Linked DNA regions of Mus musculus: regions 2, 3 and 4 are each linked to region 1. Evidence: chromatin contacts called from public promoter capture Hi-C data. All regions are on one chromosome and are shown on one strand. The core of a region is the stretch at or near the end of the contact, and the rest is flanking DNA. Distances in the headings are between cores, read along the strand shown. Region 1 holds the start of Spdl1 (spindle apparatus coiled-coil protein 1). Region 2 holds the start of Wwc1 (WW, C2 and coiled-coil domain containing 1). Region 3 overlaps Wwc1 (WW, C2 and coiled-coil domain containing 1). Region 4 overlaps Wwc1 (WW, C2 and coiled-coil domain containing 1).

Region 1 (6,151 bases), core at 2,058-4,557:
TAAGCTTTTTGATCACATGCCCTTCCTCTGTAGAGCCCTAAGCCATCACGAAACAGGTTCGCATCAAAATAAACAGCTTTCAAGGCACTGCAGCACCACCAGAACAGCATTCTAACATGGAGTTAGTGTGGTCACACTCAAAGAATGACGAGCTTCTCACAGCAACCAGCCTGCACTTGAGTAGCTATTGTCTTAGGAATTTTAACGGAGGGGAGAGTGGATATTTTTGTTGCTTCTCAGAATTCAGAAGCCTTTCCTATGCTCCGTGAACCCATTATCATGCAAGGAGGAATACGCCATCTCTGATGTAAAATGAAAATGGCAGACACAGAGGAATCCACCCCACCATAAACTTTTGGCATGTCAGCCATGCATGTGGACCTCAGTCTCATTTGGGAGACCTGTACTTCAAACTACTAAAGAGTGTAGGTTAATCTAGGAAGCTATCTAAAAATCGTTTCACTTGTGACATCTAGTGTCTGGACATGGTACTGGCTGTACTCTATCCAGGGCATCCCTAACAGTGCCTTTTAACTTCATGGAAAAAGATAAAAACCACAACAAATTTACTTTAAAGATTGTAAGTGACTTTTATTTATGATTCTAAGTTACAACAGTCCTCAGGATCTGAAGAGGTTTTAACAATTCCTTTCAACAAGATCAGGAAGTATTTGTGAATAGGAAACAAGTGAGACAGAGAGACCTCTTCAGGTCCCAGCTCAGCATCCACTTGATTTGAATCATCTGGCCACTGAAGATGGTCTTGAAGCTCAATTATTTGTGTGCCACTTAGTGCAAATGATTCCAGGTTACTTTCATGCAGTGGGCCAGTGTAGAAAGACGCGCCCAAATCAATGTTCTCCTATAAACTGCCTTTAACGATTAGAGAGAGAGGCCTTTAAGACTTTGTGAACATGGTCCTCTCCCTCGAGTCCATTTTTCCTTACTTCTGCCATCTTTCAAGACTCTGCTTAGTGCCAGTGCATTTGTAACTTTTTAAATGAATATCCAGACAAAATATACTTTTCCTTTTATGTAGGGTCATATGAATTTAAAAAAAAAAAGATTTATTTATTTTTATAAATAAGTACACTGTTGCTGTCTTCAAATGCACCAGAAGAGGGCATCAGACTTCATTATGGGTGGTTGTGAGCCACCATGTGGTTTCTGGGATTTGAACTCAGGTCCTTTTGGAAGAGCAGTCCAAAGCTTACCCACTGAGCCATCTCGCCAGCCCATGAATTTTTAATATATATGTGAGTATATTTGTGTGTGTGATAATTTCTACAGCCATGATTTTAAATATATATTTGTTGGGGTTCAGGAGTCGCCCACAAACCACACAAACACCAAGCTCAGTCAGACAGGGATGGTTTACTGAACACACACCCTAAGCTTGATCGATCAGGGCCATAGTTCAGAATCTGGCGGCCGAGGCTACAACTCCGAACATTTCTCAGGGTGTGCTTATAAAGGAAAATGCCACAATGAGCTCGTGTGCAGGTGCTGGAAGTGCTGTTCAGTGGTCAGCTCTGACTCAAGCTATTTTGGACATAACAGTTCATACTGATTTAATCTGATGGGTCCTATAGCTTTGTGGAATTTCTTAAGATTAACAATTGTCATACAGAACATAACAAGATATGTTATCAACATGACCTTGCTCTGAGTCAAGTTATTTTTCTGTGCCAATGAGTGGCAGGCATATCACAGCAACAGTATGAAAGAGCTGGCAGGCATGGAACAAAATGGCTACAGCTATGTTGGGGGGCACAGGCCTCAAGAATATTAAATATATGTAAATAATATACTGTGTTGTGAGCAACTCCCTGATAGTACGTTTAATCACACATCCTTCCAAGGTCTATGTCACTGCACCTGAGAGATAGTATGTGATTTAATATGTTCTCTCTGAATCAAAGAACAAAACAAGGAATTCATAAAGATTTTAGTTACAGGTATTAACTAGTCATGACTGGCCAACGATAGAGGTTATCTTCCTGACTCCTGAGTTGAAGAATCTGAGAATGATAGAAGAAATGGAATTTGCTTCATTTAATGAAGAACTCAGTGGTGATTATATCTGCTTGATGGATCATTGTTGTTTATCTTAAAACAGTTCAGTCCTTTAAAGTCTGGTCTAGCTCCATCAGAAATAACGGTCTACAAATGAAAATGAAGTGAGAAAGTCAAAGGGTGTGGAGCATCAAGATATTAAAACTCAATGGAGGCAATGCAGGAAAGGGGAAAAATAAACACTGACTACTGGACACTGAAGGTAAAAAATCACTGGGGTACAGTGCAGGATTGGCCTCATGATAAAACAAACAAAAACAAAAAGAAACGCTGGTGATCTTGTCAAGAGACAATTTACTGTACAATATAACAAACTAATCCCAGCACTCCCGAGGCAGAGGCTGGAGGATCTCTGTGAGTTCATCGCTTGTCCGGTCTGCAGGGAGAGTTCCAAGACAGTCAGGGCTACATAGAGACCCTGTCTCAAAAAGCTAAATAATAACGATGATGATGAAACTGAATAGTGAAAACCTTCTCAGACGTTTTGTTATATAAAGAAAAACAAAACGGGAATGTTACTGACTGGAGTTTCCGATTCACTTTTGGAATGTGTCACTTCGGCACCTTCATCTACAGAGGGCAAAGATTCAACACAGTAAACCACGATAAAAGACATAGAGCCAAGCCCATAGATAAAAAAGATATGATGCCAGGTGCCAGTTACTAGAGCTCTCCAGATTTCCCATTGCTTAAAAGTGTAAAGAATAAGCAAGTTTACAAGGAATTTCTATTTAGACACGCATGCCCTCGAGCTGTACTGCAAAACCAGCTGGGTTCGTCTCAATAGCAGTCCTATTGCGGTGATTTTGAATTACTTAGGTTTTCTTTGGAGGAGACTTTAATTTCCTCTGCGCAAAGTGCAAGGGCTGGCAGGGTGGTTCGCAGTCCTAACTGGGGCGAGCCCAGTGGAAGGTGGCACTGTGCTGGCCCTGGTGAGACTCAACGCCTTAGCTCCTAAAGGCGACTGCAGGCGGGCCAGCGAGGGGCTGACAATACCTTCCGACCCGGCGACACTGGCGTTGGTAAAGACGACAACAAATAAATAAACCAGAGAAACACACTTCACTAAAAGCAGACACTTCTAAGAAAACGAAGCAGCAGGAACGCCCAAAAGCCCAAGTCGCGGAGCATGCACATGCGCAGTCTCTGCAAGGCGCCCCACTCGTTTGCCCCGGAGGCGCGGATTGGACAAGACATCTCGTGAGAAACGTGAGTTCTCGCGGGAACCGTATTCAAAAATCCCCGGCGCTTACTTAGCAGTGCTGCTGCCGAGTGAAGAGGGAGTTATTTCTGTGCTGAGGTGGAGTTAGTGTCACGAATCTGGGAGTCCAGTGCTCTCCGGACAGGCCTCCGGTTGCAGCAGCCAGGAAGCGTGAGGAGAGAGGTAAGGGCGAGCGTCGGGAAGGGTGAACCGGGAGGAGGTGGGAGGAACGCCTGTTCTCAGGAACCTGAGTTCTCTGGAGCCGCCTTCCGGGTCGGTGTAGTCTTCGGTCGGACCGCTTCGCTGCGGGTTTGACTGCAGAAGGATAAATACGGTGCTGGGTGGTCTGGGACCTCCGAGTCTTGAATTCTCCAGTACCCTTAGCCAGTGGTGCAGTCTGAATTAACTTACAATTATGTAGCAGACACACAGGACGGAGTCTCATTGTAACATCTCATTCGCTTATGTTTTACTTATTTACTTTTTTTGTTGTTTTTCTTTTATTCACATTATATCCCAATCGCAGCCCCCTCCCCACTTTCCTCCCAGTCCCGCCCCCCAATCCCTATCCCCACTACTACCCCTCCCTCTTTTCTCAGAGAAGGGGAGTCGTGTCCCCCCCCCCCCCCAGTACCACCTCATCCTGGGACATCAAATCCCAGCGGAGTTAAATAAGCATGTTCCAACCAGGCGGTCCAGGTAGGGTAAGGGGTACAATGGCAGGCAGCAGAGTCAGAGACAGCCCTGCTTCAATTGTTAGGGGACCTGCAGGAAGACCAAGCTGCATATCTGCTACACATACGTAGGGGGCCTAGGTCCAGCCCCTGCATCCTCCTTAGTTGGTGGTTCAGCCTCAGTGAGCCCCCATGGGTCCAGGTTGATTGACTTGCATGTCTTCCTGTGGTGGCCTTGACCCCTTCAGCTTGCTCAATTCTATCCCCTACTCTTCCTCACGAGACTCCCAGAGCCCTGCCTGATGCCTGATGGGCCTTTGCTTCTGCTTCCATCTGCTGCTGGGTTAAGCCTCTCAAGACACAGTTATGTTAGGGCTGCAAACATAGCACGGGGTCGTTAATAGTGTCAGGGGTTGGCTCTCTCTCATGGGATGGGTTTCAAGTTGTGCCATTCAGTGGTTCTGCTCCATCTTTATCCCTGAGCCTCCTATAGGCAGGAGAACTTTGGGCTTGAAAGTTTTGCTTGGGTTTGTTTATTTATCTATTCAATGATTACAGATTGCAGTGGTAACATTTTGGATGTTTGGGTTAAATGTTTTCACTTGTACTTATTTGTGAAAATGTAACTACCCCCACCCCCCAAAAAAAAGTTTAAAATCCGTTTGGCTGGCATGGTATTTCTGTTGATGCCTAGTAAGAATTCATGTGTTCTTAATCTAGTTAGATGCCTTTTACTCTTTTTGTTTTTGTTTTTGTTTTGTTTTGTTTGTTTTTCGAGACAAGGTTTTTCTGAATAGCCCTGGCTGTCCTGGAACTCACTTTGTAGACCAGGCTGGCCTCGAACTCAGATATCTGCCTGCCTCTGCCTCCCGAGTGCTGGGATTAAAGGTGTGTGCCACCACCTCCCGGCTTTTTTGTTTTTGTTTGTTTGTTTGTTTCCTTTTACTCTTTTTATCTTATAGAATCTCTAAGATAGATGAAGCAAGATGCTCACAAAACTTTTTCACATTGATGTAGCCAGTTGGATGTGGAAGTGAGCTTTGAGCTCAGATAGCTAGCTCATCCACAGAACTTGCTGACACTTAAATGCCTTATACGGGTTGGGTTTTTGAGAAGTTGTGGTGAAAAGTGATTAGCACACTAGGCTTTGGAGCTCCACTTTGATTTTTATGTCATTTAGCCACATCTGTGTATCGCCTACTATTTTCTCTCAAACCTATCCTATTTTGTTTTGTTTTGTTTTGATTTTCTGAGACAGGGTTTCTCTGTGTAGTCCTGTCTGTCCTGGAACTCACTCTGTAGACCAGGCTGGCCTTGAACTCAGAAATCCACCTGCCTCTGCCTCCCAAGTGCTGGGATTAAAGGCGTGCACCACCACTGCCTGGCTCTCAAACCTATCCTAACCAGGCTTTTGCCTCACTTCTCCACCTTGGGCCAGTGACCTGCAGTTTCCAGTTTCTCATCTAATTTGCCTTAGTATCATTTGCCGTGATGGTTTCTTTCCACCTCCTGGAGGAATTTTGTCTTTTTGGCTCCCAGAAACATTACATGCTTTCCACTTACTTCCTGAGTAGTACCTGAGGATACTTCCGGTCTTTCCTTCATAGCAGCCTTCTGTTCTGAGACTTGTCAGCAGTTTTGCTCATCTTCTAGTGATAAGGAATCTTAAGGACTTAATGTTGGCACTCTCCAAATTTGTATTTTTAGTACAGCATATTCAAGTCATACTGAAAATATGAATTCTTGCTTTCTTCCCTGTAACATTTTTTTACCTCAGTGTCTCAGCCGAGGGTAGCTCCATTCTAGTAATTGCTTAGGCAGAAGGCTATATTCATTTTTCTTTTTACCTCCCAGAATCCACCTATCAGAAAATTGTATTGACTTGACCTTCACAAGTTTTGTAGAGTTCCGCCATTTCTCACTACCTACTGTGCTGTCACTGATAAGAGGAATTGTCCTGCAATTCAGAAATCAAATTCTAATACCCTTTTGGTTTTCTATGGCAGTACTGCTGACCATATATGTTTCTTCTCTTGCTCTGATGTCACTACATTTAGTCCCACGTTCAGCTCACGTAGTTATATTTTATCTTTCCAGTAGGTTGAGAACAGACATCATGGAGGCAGATATCACAAATCTTCGGAACAAACTCAAAGAGTGTGAAGACGAGCGACTGAAAGCTGCACACTATGGCCTACAG
Region 2 (6,151 bases), core at 2,526-5,025, 1.1 Mb before region 1:
GGACCCGTGGGTCGGACGGTATGAGGTAGGGAGGTATAGTCATGGAGTGGGAAGACAAAACCCAGGAGAGGTTCTCCAAGCCTCCAGTCCTTTAAAGCATGCAGATGCCAGCCAGAAACCACTTCTGAGATAGCCAGCTTTCTCTCCCTATCTTTCACTGTCTCTGTTTCTCCATCATTCCTCCTACTATTTACTTTATTGGTTTTATTGTGTGTCTATGCACATGTGATTGCTGGTACCTTCAGGCCAGAGGTGTAAGAGATACAGGCAGTTAGGAGCTGCCAGATGTGGGTGCTGGGAACAGAAACCATGTCCTCTTAGAAAGTAGTACATGCTCTTACCCAGTGAGCATCTCTCCAGCCTCCCTCTCTTTCTCTCCCTTCCCCCACCACACTCAGTTTCCCCTCCTCATTCCCCGTGAAATGCTGCCCCATCTCTTTACTTATTCATTTATTTACTTATTTATTATATATAAGTACACTGTAGCTGTCTTCAGACACTCCAGAAGAGAGCATCAGATTTTTTTATGGATGGTTGTGAACCACCATGTGGTTGCTGGGATTTGAACTCAGGACCTTTGGAAGAGCAGTCTGTGCTCTTAACCATTGAGCCATCTCACCAGCCTGCCCCATCTCTTAAGACATGTGCGGAACCTGGCCTTTCTTTTTTGCTGCAGTGAACACTGACTTTAAGATCATGATAACCTGCTGGCGAGATGGCTCAGTGGTTAAGAGTGGCGAATGCTCTTCCGAAGGTCCTGAGTTCAAATCCCAGCAACCACATGGTGGCTCCCAACCATCTGTAACAAAATCTGATGTCCTCTTCTGGAGTATCTGAGGACAGCTACAGTGTACTTACATATAATAAATAAATAAATCTTTAAAAAGGGGGGGGGCTGGTGAGATGGCTCAGTGGGTAAGAGTACCCGACTGCTCTTCCGAAGGTCCAGAGTTCAAATCCCAGCAACCACATGGTGGCTCACAACCATCTGTAAGGAGTGTCTGAAGACAGCTACAGTGTATTTACATATAATAAATAAATAAATCTTAAAAAAAAACAAATTAAAAAAAAAGATCATGACAACCTGTGGTGTTGTCTCCCATGAGCTGCCTAACAGTGAATGCAAATGCAGACTGGGTGTGGCTGGTAGTCTCTGCTCAGCCCCAAAGTTATCCATAGTTCCTAAAAGGAAGACCAGGAAGGCTGCCTGTCTCAGTTTGGATTCCTGTGGTTCAGTCACCTGCAGAATAACAACCAACTCAACCTATCATAAGGCTCAGCAGCTTTTACCTTTGGCGTGCTTGCCCTGGGCCTCTGAATGCCTAGAGATGATTCACCCGGCATTGCAGGGGGGCAGGCCACCATCTGTAGATTACATCACCCTGCTTGCAGCTTCTGGGAGATAACCTGGGATCCTAAGGCCTAAGCTTTAAGGAACCAATTGCTGTTCCAAGGCATGGTCTAAAGGTATAGAGGAACAAGCCACTGGAAAATGCCAAGCGGTGGGCATCTGGCATACAACACATTCATCCAGGAAGCTTGGAAAATAAGGCACACACACACACACACACACACACACACACCCTAGTTGGATGTGTCATAAGCAGACAAGCGTACTTTTCAGGAAGGAAAAGACATGGGTTGTCTGTGTTTTTTAGCAGAAAATAGTTCAGTTGAGCCACACTTTATAAAAGTGTGCTGGTCATCAGATCAGCCAGGGTGCTCCACGTGGACCCCTTGGTGATAGCTTAATCCCTTATTTTTCTCATTTCTTTCTTTCTTTTTTTTTTTTTTTTTTTTAATTTTTTGAGACAGGGTTTCTCTGTGTTCCCCTGGCTGTCCTGGAACTCACTCTGTAGACCAGGCTGGCTTCGAACTCAGAAATCCACCTGCCTCTGCCTCCCAAGTGCTGGGATTAAAGGCGTGCGCCATGATGCCCTGCTTCTCATTTCATTTTGCTCTTCCCAACCAGGTGGAGGGACTCTTCATTATCACATTTTTCTCAAGGGAGAGGCAGGAGGATGCTGAGCTCAAGGCCACCCTGGACTGCATAGCAAGAATCTAAAAAAACATTACAAACCCTCGATCTAAATACAATGAAGCATTAATGGTTGACCCTTCAACCATTGGTTTCACCGGTGCTAGGGTGCTTGTGTCTCTTCTTAGCTCCATCCCTGGCCATCTTGAAGTTCAGTGTCCTCATCTCCAGAACGAGGAGAAGTACAGTACCCTATCCAGGGCTTTGTCGTGAAGATTAGCTGAGATCATACTTGAAAACGCAAGCCTCGTATCAGATCAGCACGTGTTGGAAGTGATGGTTCGTTCACACTTGTGATCTCACACTTGGGAGGCAGAGGTAGGAAGGGGAGATAACCATAGTATAAGGCCAGGCAGAGCGAGGTCTCCCAGGCAAAAACTCAAAACAGATTGGCTGGTTTGGTTCAGTGAGGATGCATGCCTGGAGTTTGATCCTAACAGAACGGGGGAAGGAGGGCACTAGAAGTACTTATAATTGTGAAGGCTTTGCCCATCACAGGAAGTCTGGAGGGAGAACTCCCCAGCAGTTGGGTGGGTGGTGAGGACCTCCCTGAGATCTGAGATCCCTGGCTTCGAAGTATAATATTGATGGGATGGAGGAGGAGCTACACCCGTCCCCTATGTCCTCAGGGCATTTAGATTTGAGGAGCCCACCCTAAAACGCCTTGTGTATCAAACAGGGGATCCCCACACAGTACAGGGAGTTAACTGGTTACTCCCCACATTAAGGGATTGATTCAGACAAGGCGCTGGACTTCGTTCTTCCAGTCCAGTTTCCTGCCTCAGGCACAGTTACATTTGCACTGGGGGAAACACCAAACCTAAGAGGGAACTTTTTCCCCTTAATTCAATATTGCTAATGTCTCAAGACATTTACTTATTCTTGTTTCAGGGTTTGCCTTTTCTTTTCTCCTTTCTTTTCTCCTTCCTTCCTTCCTTCCTTCCTTCCTTCCTTCCTTCCTTCCTTCCTTCCTTCCTTCCTTCCTCCCTCTCTCTCTCTTTCTTTCTTTCTTTCTTTCTTTTCCTTCTCTCTCTTTCTCTCTCTCTCTCTCTCTCTCTCTCTCTCTCTCTCTCTCTCTCTCTCCCTCTCCCCCTCCCTTTCCTTCCTTCCTTATTTATTTATTTATTCCCCCCCCCCGTGTTTGCTAGTTTGACTCAGCCTGGAACTTTTGGATTTAAGTAATCCTTCTTCAGCCTCTTGAGTAGCCGAGAGACAGGTGCACTTCACTATGACTGGCAAAATATGTCCTTCCTTCTCCTCCCTTGCCACCCGCTGGAAGTCCTCTTAGGAAGCAGATCCATAGCATTCCTAATTTTAGGGACCCTAAGGAAAGCCAGCTACATTTGCAAATTACGGAGAGGAGGGTTGAAACAACACGGGGAGAACTGAATAGGAGGAAGACAGATGGTGTGAGTGCTGGGGGGGAAGGGACGAGAGATCCTGGAAAACTTATGTTCGCCGATTTGCAAGAATGTTTTCACTTAACCACTTCTTGCCTGACTCCTGGTTCTCAATCACAGAAAACAGGGTGTGTCAAGATTTGGGGCCACACGCGCCAAGAGCCCGGACACTCTGGCGTAGAGAGAGCCTAGCCTCCTGGGGCAGAACGGGGTGGTCGGCGATTGGGACTGTCCCACGAGGGGGCGCGTCTCGGGCTCTAGGACCCGCCCTCGCCGCGCTGGGCGCGGGGAGGAGACCCGGGAACCCTGGAGCCCGGCGCTCCGCCTCCCGTTTCCGGGGCAGCGCAGTTACCTGCACCGCCGGAGCCACACCTGGCGGAGGCAGAAGTCTCGGGGCGCGCGGCGGGGCTCCGGCAGAGGCTGCGGGCGGCGGCGGCGGCGGCGGCGGCGTGGAGCGCAGCGCGCAGCGGCAGGGGCAGGCAGGCGGCGGCTCGGGCCGCTCTCCTGGCTGGCTGGCCGCGGACTCGGGCCGGCTGGGCGCCGCGGCGGGCGCACATGGCAGCGTGAGAGGCGGGCGGCGTGGGGCTGGGGCCGCAGGGCCGCATGGACAGAGGCGCCACCCCGGCCGGCCCCCGTTAGGGCCCCCGATCCGTGGGCGCCACTCCCCGATCATGCTGCCTCGGCGGCCGCCTGGACCCAAAGCGGCCAGCCCGAGCCGCTGAGCCCCGTGGCGGCTGCGAGCTGCATGGGGGAGCGCGGGCCAGGCTCGGGAAGATGCCCCGGCCGGAGTTGCCCCTGCCGGAGGGCTGGGAGGAGGCGCGCGACTTCGACGGCAAGGTCTACTACATAGATCACAGGAACCGCACCACCAGCTGGATCGACCCGCGGGACAGGTAGGACCCGGAGTGCTCCGACCCGGACCCGGCACCGCGCCTGGGCCGCACCTGCCCTTAGTGTGCAGGGGGACTCTGCGTGTCTCTTAACAGGTCTTAGTTTGCCCCCTCTACATCCTCACCCCTCCTTGAGCTGTACAGGAGTACAAAGCTCTGAAGAGCTGCAGAGAGGGGCGGACGCCAAGCAGACTGCCGGCAGCCAGTCCCAGGTGGAGGACTTAGGCCCTTGTAGCACCTGCCCAGAGTTTTGACCTTAAGCTCTAGCAGGGTCCCCGGCTCATTTAGAAAGCGACGTCTGGCCAGGGTGAAGGCAAAGACCAAAACCAGATGAAGCGAATCTTCCCTGGGAACTCCCTTGGCTGAGGAGGGGTGATCTGGCATGGAGGGGTGGTAGGGAGCCCACGGGTCGCTGGGAAACTACTGGAGGAAGGACATTCTGGCGAAGAGAAAGCAGCTTTTTTGACAGGTGCTTCGTTGGCTGCCGAGAAAAGCTTTGGAGCAAGTCTGGGGAAGCCGGAGGTGGGAGGGGAGGGAGGGAGCGCGGGGGAGGGCAAAAGAGGGAGACTGGTTCTCCAGGAATCTCACAGCAAGTTGGAAGCTGTTAGGATGCAGATAGAGGTGAGAGGCCTCTGGCAAAGCCCTGCCTGCCCTAGCCTCCTCTCCTCCCTTCCTTCTGGGGCCAGAGGCTTCTCCACAATCCTGACCTTGGTGGGCACCTCGCTGGGTGTGCGTAGCATGAGCTTTTCCTGAGGCAGGTAGTCTTATCATCCCAGACTCCTTCCCACTTTCAGTTACTCACACCTGGCCCACATCTGCCCAGGAAGGAGGGGAGTCGTCCTTTGCCAAGAAGGAGTGTGGTCAAAGTATCCTAGGAATGTTAGATTTTCACTTGGTCTGTGACCTTGGGGGTTTGGTGCACGTAAAGCCACCCAGGATGAATTTTTTGAGCCTTTCATTTTATGGGGTTCAGATGAAGGGGATCTGAGACATCCAGAATGGGGTGTATAGCAAGATGAGGGTTAAAGAAAAACGTAGGAAGCAATGAGTTCACTTCCTCATGAGTTCGTTCGTTCATTCATTCATTCATTCATTCATCGTTTCTTGAGTTCCTACTCTGCTCAGCGCTAGTACTACAGAGTGTTAGACAGGCTGCTTTGATCTTTTGGCCTCAGTTTCCCCTTGTGTCTGATGAATGGTTTGCTTGGGAAGGAAGGAGTGATAGTGGAAACTCAGAAGCTAGACAGACAGGCCAGCCAGGGCTACACAGTGAGACCCAAAAGTTGGAAAGTTTTTAGAAAACGCAAGCCCAGTTCCTTCCCACATGCCTCACTCCACCTCTTCCCCCTCTCTTTCTCTGTGTGTGTTTAATAACGGTGTGTATGCCTGCTTGACAGTGTGTGTGCATATGGAGGTGGGTGGACAATTGTTACAGTCTAGTAGCTCCTTCCACTTCACAGCCTCCGTTTATCAAAGTCAGGGGTCAGGCTCAGGGGCAAACCGCTTAACCCACGAGCCATCTCACCAACTATCAACTCCAATTTCCCCTTGCTTGTTTGTTTGTGTATTGCTTCAAGATAAGATCTTACTGGGTATCCTTGGCTGGCCCAGAGATCTACCTGCCTCTGCCTCCAGATGGTTGGGATTAAAAGTGAGCACCACTTTACCCAGCTTATTTCCCCGTGTTTAAACGTAAGAGAAAAATCTGGAACCCAGAGATGTGATTTGCTCCTAGTGTTTGGCTATTTCCACTTACAAATTGTCCTTGTGCTCTGCCTTTTAACCTCTAATCTTGTCTAGTTCTCCCCAGGCCTCTCAGAGCG
Region 3 (6,151 bases), core at 2,663-5,162, 1.1 Mb before region 1:
TAGTCCCACGGTCCCTAAACTAAGCCGCTACTTCACCTAGTACCCACTGAGGAAATAGCAGTCTCTTTTAGCAGTGGAAACATTCCTAGGGAGTCTGTGTGCACGGTCCCCTGGGGGGTGGCATAAGGAGATTATACACTGAATAGACAGATGTCGTTTTCATTTATAGAAATGGGCTTACGGCTAAGTCAGGAATACGGCTGTTTCCTGTATTCTGTATTAACTGCTGTGATCTTGGTGATGGCCACGAAAATTTGTAAAGCCTTTGCTGTGTGCCAGGAAACACCTTTAGGTGATCCTGCGGGAGGATGTCCATCTGATCTTTGTGGTAATCCCAAAGGAGTGTTTTGTCTAATATTTTTTTTAGCTATAACCACATTATATAGATGAGAAAACTGAGTCATATACTAAATGCTTAGTAAATATCAGCCTATAATTATAGCTTTTATATCTTTTTTTAATATGTCTTATATGCGTGTAATGTATATATGTCAAATCATATGAAATCAAATTCTAACTTCATTCCAGCCAGGGGTTGTACTTTATGTCCCTTGTTAATTTTTTAGTGAACACCAGAGACAATTCAGGGCAATAGGGTGAATGCAGACATTCCCAACTTTGACCTATGAAGACCCAGTGTCTGTGTGTCACTCCAGAAGCTTCGAGGCATAGTTTAAGGCTGTTCATTGCCCCGCATCAGGAGCTCTACATCAGATTCTTCCCACTGTCCTCAGATCCTCAACAAATCTGTTTGACCCCATTGTCACTGTGTAGCAGCATTGGAAATTCTTTTCCTTTGGTGAGCTGACAACCAAACCCTAAAGACAACCCTTCCCACGTTTTCCTCGCAGTTTGATAGCTGGCCAGATGAGACTCCTTTGCAGCCTGGTTGCCCACAGTCCTTCACAAGAAGGACCAGACTTCCAGTCTAGGGTGGAGCAAGATACCTGCTCTAACACACATCCTGGCAGAGAGAACTAGGACTATATCTTCACAAGGCAGCGTGCCAGGGTTCAAACCCCAGGTACCTGGGACCTTGGAAAATAACCTAACCCTTCTGAGTTTTGATAGTGTCATCTGAAAAGTCTGTGGTTGTCAGAACTGAGCTAGGAAACCCCTGTCTAGAATGTAACAGAGCCTGGCATAGATTAGGTACTCGGGGAGGAGGATGGGAGAGGCTCTAGTCAGTTGTCCATTTAGTCTAGAAAGTGACTCTACCACCCTAACCCAAGCTTGCTGCTTGCTAGGCACCCTGACCTAACAGGTGCCTCATTTCATTCTCTTTACCACATTGAGAATAGTTTGTGCTGTACCCCATGTTGTTGATGAAGGCACTGACAGCCTTGAAAATATGCAGGTCACCCAGCCTGTAAGGTCAGAATCAAGGTCACCCAACATCAAGGTCAGATTCAGGACCAGAACCCAGCCAGCAAGGTCAGAATCAGGACCAGAACCCAAGAACACTTGCGAGTCTCTTTGTGTACTCAAGGGGGCACAGTAAAGAAACTGCCAACATAAGCTCTCCATTCTTATCGGAAGGTTTGTATTGTGAATAGGAGGGAGAAAATATTCAGTGGCATCTGGAAGAGTTGAGAGCAGAGAGGGAGGAAAGCAGAGTGAACGTGGCAAGGGGCAGAAGGAGGAGAGTGAGAGTCGGTGAGGTAGCAAGAGTCAGAGAATACGGCATGGAGAGAAAGCATGAGGACGGCCAGGAGTGGATGGGTGGGTGGGTGGACAGACAGGCCGGCAGGTGGACAGACAGACAGTGTAAGAGATAGTGAGAGAGGATAACTAGAGATAGAGAAAGTGGGTGGACAAATCACGAGGATTGTAAGGATTATGAGTTGATGTGGAACAGGTTCTTGTGGTACTGAGGGAGCCCGGAGGCCAGGATGAGCTTAGATAAGCTGATGGACTCCACAGGTAGCCATAGGTCCTTCTGCCTGAAGTAAGGGAAACAGTTCCTTTTGGCAGATGGGAACTGGTGTTTTCACAAGGTCCTAAGGAATGCTAGCTTTTTGTCACCAGCTTGAGCTATCATTTCTAATAGACCGACTACCTGAAACCTATAGTATTCATTTTTATTATTTATTTACCTGTTGTTTTGATGCTGCAGATGGAACCCAGGGGCTGCACACATGCTAGGCATGCCTTCCAGCCATTGGGAGACATCTAGCTGTTGTCTTGTTACAGTTTTTGGGTTTTGGTTTTTTTTGTGCCCAAGAATTGAACCCCACTACTTCTAAACACAGTCTGTCCCCCACAATCTACACCTCCTGTTCAGAACCGTTGGGCTACTATCAATGATTATTGTGCTGCTTGTAGAGTAAGTGGATTTTTGAAGTTCACATCTCAGTCTCTCTGGACAGTACCCTAGATAACTCTCCCCAGGCCCCAAAAACACAAGACCCCTTAATACCCCTTTGGTATTATTGCTTTTGTTCAGGGTCTGGGGAGAGATGACTAAGGCATTCCTACCCGGTGTCTGCAGAGCCTGGGAATAGTCAACCTCATTCTTCAGGAATAATTTAGGGAGTTTCCAGAGTCACCATCACACAGCTAGAGACTGACGTGCAGTTCCCCTGCTGTCTGAGAGCAGATGTGTCTGCCTTCACAATGGCAGTGACGCCAGCCTAGAGCTGTCGAGGGGCTGTGTCTAAGAATCCGGGAGCCTGGTCCATACCCAGCCACAAGAGGGTTTTGTTTGTTTCATAGATTCATAGATAGATAGATAGATAGATAGATAGATAGATAGATAGATAGATAGATAGATAGATAGATAGACAGATAAATAAAAAAGAGGCTGGTGAAATGGCTCAGTGGTTAAGAGAACCGACTGCTCTTCCAGAGGGCCAAGTTCAATTCCCAGCACCCACATGGTGGCTCACAATTGTCGGAAGCTCTAGTTCCAGGGGACCTGACACCCTCACACAGACACGCAGGCAGAAACACCAGTGCACATAAAATAAAAGTAAATAATTAATTTTAAAAAAAGGAAGGAGAAAGGTTGATGACGACCAAAGGAGATCTCTCAAAGACAGGGAAGAAGGAAAAGCAAAGGCAAAGCATGGGGCTTGGGCCTGCAGTGTGACTCCTCGTCAGCGGGTGGGAAGTAAGACTCAGGCTACCACTTTGGCAGGGGCAGGACACGGCAGGGTCTTTCTTTCTACGTTTCACAAAGTCCCCTTGCCAAAGTTGTGTGAACAAGATAGGAAGAACCAGCTACTGTCAGAGGCTGTGCCCAGCTTCTGAGGCTGCTGGTCATTCGAGTCCCCAAAGGCCTGAAATAAAAGACAAATGCATAATTTAGAAATCCTAAAACATCTCGCACACACACACACACACACACACACACAACTTTTCTTTGCCTTTCCCCTCCACCCGAGAGAATTCTGTCTTTCACTGAGTGTAATGGTAAAGCCTTTGTTCTCCCCAGCCCCTTCTTACTCCAGTTCTAGCCCAAGTGTTCTCAGAGCTGCTCTCTGCAGCCACATTCCAGAGCTTAGGTTGCTAAGGGCCTGAGAAATCAGGTAAAGCTCTTTGCAGCCCGGCACACAGACTGCTCTGTCTATCCTTCTGGGAATGCAAAGCCATTCTTGCCCCGTTTGCAGAGGAGAACTCTACCCAGCCTTCAGACCTGTTGAAGCATAAAGCTCTCTCCCCTGTACCTAGCACCTCTGACAGTTTGGGCAGGGCCGATTCTCATTCCTGCCCACACCGTGGGGCAGGATGTTTCTGCGGGATATCACCTGCAGAGCTCTGTGGAGCAGTGCTCCTTACGTGAACTTTTTCCAGACTAAATCTGAGACGGATCTTTGCCAACCTGGCAGGCTTGCCCAGGCTCCAGGCCTCGAAAGGAATAGGCAAAGCTATTTTTAGTGCGAGACACAATTGGGGCTTTGTGTTCGCCCCACGGAAGCTGAAGAAACTGCAGGGGGCAGCTGTGTGGGGACCCCTCCCCGCTGCCCTCTCTCCCACTCCAAGCCATGAGGCCAGGGTGGAAACCTGCTCCCCGGTCTCACTTTCCTCCTTCCCAAGTAACTTCCCACTCAGGCTATTTTTAGCCTAGGACAGTTTGGCTCTAGCAGGAAGCCAGAGAGGAATGCCTGTTAGGATTTCTCGTCCTGTTATAATGGGTGCGCGGTGCTCCCTTGACTGTTAAACTTCCCCTTCTCCACCCTCCACCGAAGCCTCAGGCCAGCCTTTGATGGAAGAATGAAGCACTTTAAGTATCTGCTCTCTCAGAACCTTCTCCACAGCCTAGTCCTCTTCACCCCGACTCCTCAGCCTCTCTGCTTTCTTAAGTCACCGCTCAGTGGCAGGGTACTTGCCACCCATGCCTGTGGCCTTGGATTGGATCTCAGCACTTCAGAAAGAGGTGGGGGGGGGGAGGACACTCAGCTCTCTCCTTTACACAACCTTCACTTTCATCAAAACAATCCTACACATAGGGCCCGGATAACCAATAATCTCCAAGCTGAGGGTACTTAATCCCTCCTATGTGTACACTACTTCCTAGTTCTCCTTAGGATTTAAGTCCTTTATACCTTTTGACGTGGAGAACAGCTCTGAACACGGCCAGGCAGGTGTCATAATCTGGGCTGCTTTAGAACACCGAGCTGTGTGTGGTTGGGAGGTTCGTCCAGTGCTGCGGTGCAGACTGGTGTAACAGCTGGGGACCCGTGTGACAGCTGGGAGTCTTTTTATCCTTAACCTGTCATTGTCCTTCAATGTATCCTGTAATTTAGCACGTTAATTCCTGGCAGGGTTCTGGGGGTGGGGTGGGGTAGGGGTGAGGCGGTTCAGGTAAGAAAAAAAAAACAACAACCACCACCAAAAAAAACACTTGCCAGCCAATCCCCAGCATCCGTGCAGAGTTGAAGAGGCCAGAACCAACTCCACAAAGCTAAACACAGTGGCTCTCCACCAAGGGTGATTTTGGACCGTATATTTGGACAATTTATGGGGGAATTTTTTTGAGACTATGTAGCCTTGATTGACGTGGGACTCACAAAGATATGACTGCCTCTGCCTCCTAACAGTTGAGGTTTAAAGGTGTGGGCTATGTCATCTGGCAGGAAGTAGTCACAACGCAAGCCTGAGGTATTATTAAGATGCTGTGAATCAGTGCCTGGGACCCTGCTAGCCTGTGACATATAGGACAGGTGACACCATCTCCTCACCCCCAACTCTGTCAGTCCTCTGTTCACCTCTGTTCTCCAGTGTATCAGTTAATCCAAGGGTTCTACTTCATAAAGTCACGACAAAACAGAGTCTCTCAGCTCTTGGGCACGTGCTCTAGGCACCCCCTCCCCAGTCTCGGGGACTCAGGAGGGAATCAGGGAGATTGTTGGTAAGAGTTCATACTTAGAAGAGCCCAACTCTAAGAACCTTGTTGCCTCTGTATTCTGCAGCCACACACATTTGCAGTCTGATGAGAGCCTCCTGCATCTTCTCCACTGAGCAGGGCCTAGAGAGGGCTGGGTGGGATGGAGAGAGGAGACTGAAGAGCACCTGTGCTTTCTCCCTGTCCTCCCATGTCTGACCCCTCCTGTTTCCTGGCCTCTAGAATTGATGAGAGAATGTCAGACGCACAGGGTGGCTACAAACTGGATGAGGCCCAGGCTGTGCTGAGGGAAACCAAAGCCATCAAGAAAGCCATCACCTGCGGAGAAAAGGAGAAACAAGACCTCATTAAGGTGATGTGGGCCCGCCCCCGCCCCCTGGGATGCAGGCCCCTGGAGCCCTGGGTACAAGGACTTAACACTGGCTGCTTTCACATACCACACAAGCTACTGAGTTCGCAGTACCCGACGAATTTCCCTAGTTCAAACTCTTTTGAGCATTGACACGATACTCCCATGGAAAGTTCCCATCTTTGTGTAGCCGACACAAGACACAATATGGGTGCATCCAAAATATCAAGGTACTTTCTGGCTGTGTATATAAAAATACACATGAAACATCAATTTTGTGTTTAGACTTTGGTCCCATCCCTAAGATAATTTATTATGTAATGCCAATAGTCTGAAATGAAAAAGAAAGGATCCTAGGCATTTTGAACTGTCACCCTAACAGTCACTTTACAGGTGTGTCAGCTACAGGAGCAGTCGGTTAGAAGACATTGCAATGTGACACTCCACTGCAACTG
Region 4 (6,151 bases), core at 997-3,496, 1.0 Mb before region 1:
CCTACCCAGCCCTTCACCAAAAGACCTTACGAGTCGATGTCTGCACCACTGACAGGAGCCATACAGAGGAGTGTCTGGTGAGGGCTGAGTCTGTCTCTGTCTGTCTGTCCACCTGGTCTTCAGTCCTTAGAGCCTGAGGGTGATACAGGTAGGGGTTTGCAACCAGCTCGCCTCAGCCTCCACAAGCTTTGAGTCTCTACGAATCTGGAGACATGTACTGGCACATGCCTTTAATTTCAACTCTCGGGAGGCAGAGGCAAGTAGATCTCTGTGAGTTCGAGTCCAGCCTAGTATACTTCGCAGAAAGGAGTGATCTCGGACTTATGCATCCAAGCCCCTCCTGTGAGAGGAGTAGTAGACCTGAAAGGACCTGAAAGCACATGCCATCTGCCTCAACTTCTTTAGAGATCGAGAAGACTCACAGGGTAGTAAGGACAGCATGAGTTCAAATCTCACCTTTACCATTCGGGGTCTAGCTGAGTGGCCATGGACAGGTTCCTTAACATCTCTGTTTTCCGATTTCTTTGTCTACAATTCCTTCCTGGTGCACACTGCTGAGTGTCGTGAGCCTTAAGAGTGTGTATACAAAGCATCCACCGCAAATGCCTGGGACAGATTCTCAGTAGTCGGGATCTCTTCTGTGCCTCTGGCTTCCTCTTCTTTTGCACTGGCCAGAGCCAGGATCAAGGAAGTCAGTAGCCCTGTGAGAGCTTTGCACTTCAATACAGGCAGTGCAACACTGTTCAACTTTGAGTAACCCCTCCCCGGGGGCTTCTGGGATATAAAATCTTTGTTCCGAGCTGAACAAAATGAAAGGCTTTCTTAACTCTGATGCCATTTCAGAACGTTTAAATGGCAGCTCCAGTGTCTTTAAAGCAATTCGGGCTTTAGAGTTAAAAAAGCTCTGCTCACCCTGGTCTCTCCTGAGAGCCTGTTAGGCGCCAGTGCCTTTTCTGGGCACTGGCAATCTGTTGAGAGGGCCCCTTAGACAGGAGCCAGCATTGTCAGATAACGTGCAAACTGTGATACGGGCTGTATTAGAAATGGCTGGGTTCAAGCAACAGAAGAAAATGTGCGGCTCATGTAGAGCATAGGCTGGGGATTTGTCAATGGCACTGAGCCTTCTTCCTGCATCCATGTCTGGAAGCTGAGAGTGTAACCAGGCCAGTTGCTGCCTCCCTGCAGGCTGGTCTTTCTCCTGGTGGCAGCCATGAGTCTGTGCTCATAGTCGGGGACTCCTGACTGTCCAGCCTCACCTCCATCTGCTTGTGATGGGGAATCCTTACTGCTGTGGAATTCTGAGCCTGCATCCTCAGATTTTTAGGGGCAAATCACCAGGCTAGCCCTACCAAGCCCTGCCACCTGAGAGTCTTCAATGCCTGGTGTCAGTTCCCAGATCTGGAATGCAGCTCTGGTTGTTCACCGTTCCATCTGAGCTTCTGTCTGATGAAGCATTAATGCACTGCTGCTCAGACTCAGTGCACAAGGGACAGCTGTGAGTCACCTGGTCAGAGTGCAAATGGAGATGCAGTAAATTTGAGAATCAGCATTTCTGACAAGTTCCCAGGGGGGTGGGATGCTACAGTCCCAGGTCGCATTTTGCATCACCAACAGACACGAGCGTCAGTCACTTTCCTGCTCAGCCCATGGCAGAAACCCTGCCTCTTCTGATGATGTTACCACGGACACAAAGGCAACAGTAAATGTGAGTTGGGTGACATTTTCTGACAGACACTAAATTAGGTCCCCGACAAGCACTCTCTCCGTTGTTTTCACTCATCTTAAAACAAGGTACCTTGTGCCAGTGGGAAACTGAGTCACAGAGAGGAAAGCTCCTGCTTTGGGTCACACTGTAACCCAGGAGCAGAGCTGCATTTGGACCCCTTGTCTGCAGGGCATACATTCGAGCCCTCCAGTGTCCTTTCTTTGCTAACTCGATGCTCCTTGGAGGCTACAAATGGTGACAAAGGGGTTTTTAGGGAACCCGGTGGACACTGAAAGAAAGCGCTTTCAGACCCAGACTCCTCTAGTGAAGCTTTCCTCAGCCCTGGGAATTCCAGAGTGAGAAGAGACTAAATCCTGTTTTTCTTCTCCTAAGTGGGTGCTTTTTATTCTTCCTTCCTAATTGAGATCTGGCCATTGCTGGTTGCCATAGCAACAGCCAAAGCGCTCATCTTACAGTGGCTTGTTGCTGTCCATGACCAATGGGAAACCTCCTCGCCTGCCTCTGTTGAGAATGTGAAGCACAGGTCTGGGTGGCTGGAAGAGAGGCAGTGAGGCATGAGGGGGAAAGAGCTCTTCTGCTCCCACTCACTCGGAGTCTCCCTGCCTTGCTGGGGCTGCGGAATCCCCAGTGTGTTTTAAGCTATTTAATCAGCCATACCATTAACAAGCAGTATCTGTGTGTTACCGTTGGGCCAAGAGCCCCTTCTTTAACCCTCGGTGCAGCCCCTGGAAGAAGTCTCCGACGATCTTCCTTTTAGAGAGTGAGCGAGGCCCCAGAAGACTAAGTTACCTGCCCAGTTCATCCAGTGAACTGACCAACGTGGATTTCAACTCGTTCACTTTCCTCTCGCGTTCCTGTTGAACTGCGTTACGTTTCAGGGCGACCAAAGGCTGTCACCTCCCCCGACCTCAGGGTTTAGGAGAACACTTGGTCTGTGTCCCTAAGATTGTCAGCAGCAGTTCTACCACATGTGTTAGTGGGGTGTCACACTACTCCCTCTTAGCCACTAAGGCCAGTGCCCCACAGCTCAAGCCCTGCTGGACAGACCCCACCATGGACTTTTACAATAGCTCCCTTGTTCTCTCTTGCTTGGTGTCAAAGCTCCAGCCCTGCCAATGTGAACCCCACCTCCACCTGTGCAACTGGACAGGAAATACACCTAAGCAGTGCTGTATGGCACCCTTTGAGAGAGACCACTCTTCACTGGTATCCCACAAACCGTGGTCACCCCTTCACTCTCACGCTCTGTCTCCTGGGACCGTGTGCTCACGCACCAGCATTGGTAGGCTATTCAATCAATCCTGTAGGTTGAATCCATGACTGGGTAAATGCCCTCAAAATGCTGCTAGTTTGAGGAGTGCTATTCACACCTGTGAGCCGGCACCAGCAGGCAGTGCATCTTGTCATTAATAATAATCGGATGGAAGTGTCATGCTTCCAAACTGTCCTCATGATCCCTCCCCAGCTTGTACCTCAAATGTGGCCTGTCATGTTCTGAACTGCAGCATCCAGTATGTTTGTGTGTCCCCAGGGGACTGTCATTCCCTTGGTGGTGAGAGGATGGGAATCGTGTTCTAGATGTCTCTCCTGCTGCAGGGAATGCTTGTTGAATGAATAAAGAAGTAATATACATATTCTTGTATATACTTAGTTTATTCTGGTGCCTGGAGCATCCCAGCCATTTGATTCCTGAATTGGCAGTATCCCACCCCCAGCCCTGCGTAGAGCAGCCATTGGTGAGGAAGCTGGTGTCAAAATAGTAAAGTGCCAGTCCCTGCTGCCTTCCTCTCCCCGCCCCACACTCTTCTCCCAGAAACTGCTTTAGTCATCCAGACTCAGCAGTCTGCACTCTTATCTCTCCTCCTGTTTCAGGTTGAATATCCCTGTCAGAAATACTTGACCAGAATTGGTTCAGATTTCGGGGGCCGGGGAGAGTTGTTGATTTGTTTGGGGTTTCTTAGTTTTGGTCTTATTTTGTCTTGCTGCCTTAGATATTTGCCTATATAGTGAGATATGTTGGAGCTGGAATTCAAGTCTAAATAGGAAATACATTTGTTTCAGATGTACCTTGTATCCCTAGCCTGAAGGTTAGAAGATAGAATATTTTAAGTAGCTTTGTGCATAAGAAAAAGATGTGGCTTGGCTTTTTTTACATTTGGCATCCTGATAACGCTCAAACAGTCTTGGGGTTGGGGAGCAGTTTAGATTCAGATTGGCATCAGAGATGCCCATCCTGTACAAGGAGAAAGCAGAAGACAGGCTCTCAGGTGGGCTTAAGAGCCCCGCCTCAGATGAGCCCTCTCCAGCTAGAGATCCCTATGCCAACTGATACACATGCCACCCATCGAACCAGCCACTGGTATGTGAAAACAAAGGGAAAAGTAGGTGAGTTGAACCCCAAATCTGTCCTGAGCTCTTTGGAAGAGGACTGGATGAAATACTTAAATTCCGCAGGAATGAGTAAGGTCAGCCAGCCTACAGGGCTTCCTGAGGAGGCTGGACCAGAGGCTGGACGCTGTGCTTGGACAGCTCCCATCTCAGTAAGGCTGGGTAGTCTCTTCTTCCTCTTTTTTAATTTAAAGAGTGCATTTGTACACCTCAAAGAGCTCCCACTCTTTTTCATCAACCCTGATCCTACCATGTATCTTAATATGGTTGTTAGCATTTGGATTTGTTTATTCCTTATCTCGCCGTTATTTCTTGTTGAACACATGATCATCTGACCCTCTATACCTCAGACATGGTGCAAGTGTGTGTGTGTGTGTGTGTGTGTGTGTGTGTGTGTGTGTATGTAGGTGGATATGTATTTTTGCCTCTATATGGGAACCATAATTCTAGCACAATCAGAAGGTGTAGCCAGGAGAATTTGTTCAAGGCCAGTCTGAACAATGTAAGCCAACATGACGGGTCCTGTTTATGGATCATTATGAACTGGTATTTATGGGATCGATGCCTATACACGTGATTCCCAAGCCACAGAGTAAATGCATCCCTATTTTTACTAGATATTGGCAAGTTCCTTCCATAAGGAGTGTAAAAGCAACCTCTCTTGTAATCGTTCGTTCAGGGGTGTGCTCCATGGGACTGTTAGCTGCTAGGAAGTATGACTGCGTAGGGACCTTCACTGTCCTAAGTACCCAACCCAGAGCCTAGCCCAGACTAGCACTGGAGGAGTATCAACAAGCAAAACTCAAATAACCCCGTTTTTAAAATGGGCCACATGTGAGCCTGGTAGCACACATCCATACTCCCAGCACTAGGGAGGCAGACAGAAGGTAAATGTCATCTTCAACCAAGTTTGAGGCCAGCCTTACTACATGAAGACCCGTGTCAGAAGACACTTAGATATGTGTATTCATAGACGCTGAACATGGTGGTATAATGGCTGTAAAATTAGCACTCGGGAGGCTGCATTCAGGATGTGAGTGGGTGATGTAGTGAATTCAAAGCCAGCCTGGGTTATATTGCAAATTTATCTTTAAAAGGGAAGGGGATGGGATGTATAAATAGGTGAGGTGACGTGCACCTAGTCCCAACTCCTTGAGTGGCTTAAGCTCACCAACCTGGGCAACATAGTGAGACCCCCATTAGGAAGTTCCTCCTCTATCTCACGGAGACCTTATTTGCCCCAAACAGGGAGGTGCCCAGATCAGCCTGGCCGAGGTCTGCCGGTCTGGGGAGAGGTCAACGCGCTGGTACAATCTCCTGAGCTACAAATACTTGAAGAAGCAGTGCAGGGAGCCCCAGCCAACAGAAGCTCCAGGGCCAGACCATGTGGTAAGTGCGCTAAGTGAACTGATTGCGGGCAACATTCTCACCCCCACCCCTGCTGCATCCCATGGACTGGAACCAAGCTTACAGTGTGGGAGGAGGGGAGCCCAGAGTAAGGGGAAACGGAAACAGGCGGGAAGAGAGGGCCAAGAATGGTCTTCCATAGAGGTCATGACCCAGCTCCCTAATAGCTTTCTTTCTATATTCTATCGTACCTTATATTATATATTATATTATAAAAAAATCCTTGAAGTATTTACAAAGTGGTGTAGAGAGGGTAATATAAGATATATGAGTGTTTCAGGAGATGGAGCCAACCGAACACACATGAGAACCTGAATCTAAGAAGTGCAGAAGGAAGGAGAAAGCTAGGGATAGAACATAGAACTTTCTTGAGAACCTGAATTAGGAAAAGTTGGCCCTTTGGGGCTAGATGACAGATGGGCGGGACATGTCACACCTCTCAGCCTCTGAGCTCCCCCCCCCCCCCACCTTTTTTCATGTCTAGTAAGGGGCTTGATAAGATTTTGGGGAAACTTTGAAGAAATGGATACAGTGAGCCCTTGTTGCAAGTTGTAAATGGCACCTGGCCCGTTTTGAGTCACTTGAAAAATGTTTTCTTTGCTTTGATTTGAAAGTATGCGCCTGTAATGA

Evidence for each region. Promoter capture Hi-C pulls out the DNA fragments that hold promoters and counts their contacts.
Region 2: a contact with region 1 is called in a promoter capture Hi-C map of second pharyngeal arch cranial neural crest, with 8 times the contacts expected there. The contact joins the promoter of Wwc1 here to the promoter of Spdl1 in region 1. A contact is called at or near these places in 20 of 39 promoter capture datasets (the 3T3-L1 cell line, 3T3-L1-derived adipocytes, the C10 cell line and 13 more), 23 of 484 Hi-C or Micro-C datasets (the 3T3-L1 cell line, 3T3-L1-derived adipocytes, the HPC-7 cell line and 17 more) and 3 of 115 datasets of contacts at active chromatin or transcription factors (astrocytes, pancreatic cancer cells and stem cell-derived neural progenitor cells).
Region 3: a promoter capture Hi-C map of hippocampal neurons shows a contact between it and region 1, with 6 times the contacts expected there. The contact joins the enhancer-like site here to the promoter of Spdl1 in region 1. A contact is called at or near these places in 9 of 39 promoter capture datasets (the 3T3-L1 cell line, 3T3-L1-derived adipocytes, HPC-7-derived erythroid cells and 4 more).
Region 4: a promoter capture Hi-C map of the 3T3-L1 cell line shows a contact between it and region 1, with 15 times the contacts expected there. The contact joins the enhancer-like site here to the promoter of Spdl1 in region 1. A contact is called at or near these places in 13 of 39 promoter capture datasets (the 3T3-L1 cell line, 3T3-L1-derived adipocytes, the C10 cell line and 8 more), 3 of 15 datasets of contacts at CTCF or cohesin (the NIH/3T3 cell line, large pre-B cells and pro-B cells), 11 of 484 Hi-C or Micro-C datasets (B cells, the C2C12 cell line, CD4 T cells and 5 more) and 2 of 115 datasets of contacts at active chromatin or transcription factors (embryonic stem cells and large pre-B cells).

What each region holds. Positions count from the first base shown.
Region 1 is chr11:34,830,797-34,836,947 of GRCm38.p6, reverse strand. It overlaps Spdl1 (spindle apparatus coiled-coil protein 1), which reads left to right and starts at 3,307. Exons shown (of 12, transcript NM_027411.2): 1 at 3,307-3,460; 2 at 6,049-6,151. The coding sequence starts at 6,068.
Region 2 is chr11:35,978,151-35,984,301 of GRCm38.p6, reverse strand. Wwc1 (WW, C2 and coiled-coil domain containing 1) reads left to right here and starts at 3,775. Exons shown (of 23, transcript NM_170779.2): 1 at 3,775-4,331. The coding sequence starts at 4,213.
Region 3 is chr11:35,890,997-35,897,147 of GRCm38.p6, reverse strand. Wwc1 (WW, C2 and coiled-coil domain containing 1) reads left to right here. Exons shown (of 23, transcript NM_170779.2): 6 at 5,570-5,699. Among named protein-coding and RNA genes, the nearest start is that of Rars, 60 kb to the right of the region's middle. Within about 2 kb of position 3,912, at least 64 of the 459 cell types and tissues checked have an H3K27ac peak or open chromatin away from gene starts, as enhancers often do. A contact at or near this core is called in 3T3-L1-derived adipocytes and hippocampal neurons, where this site is marked.
Region 4 is chr11:35,861,161-35,867,311 of GRCm38.p6, reverse strand. It overlaps Wwc1 (WW, C2 and coiled-coil domain containing 1), which reads left to right. Exons shown (of 23, transcript NM_170779.2): 15 at 1-77; 16 at 5,363-5,503. Among named protein-coding and RNA genes, the nearest start is that of Rars, 30 kb to the right of the region's middle. Within about 2 kb of position 2,246, at least 107 of the 459 cell types and tissues checked have an H3K27ac peak or open chromatin away from gene starts, as enhancers often do. A contact at or near this core is called in the N1E-115 cell line and cortical neurons, where this site is marked.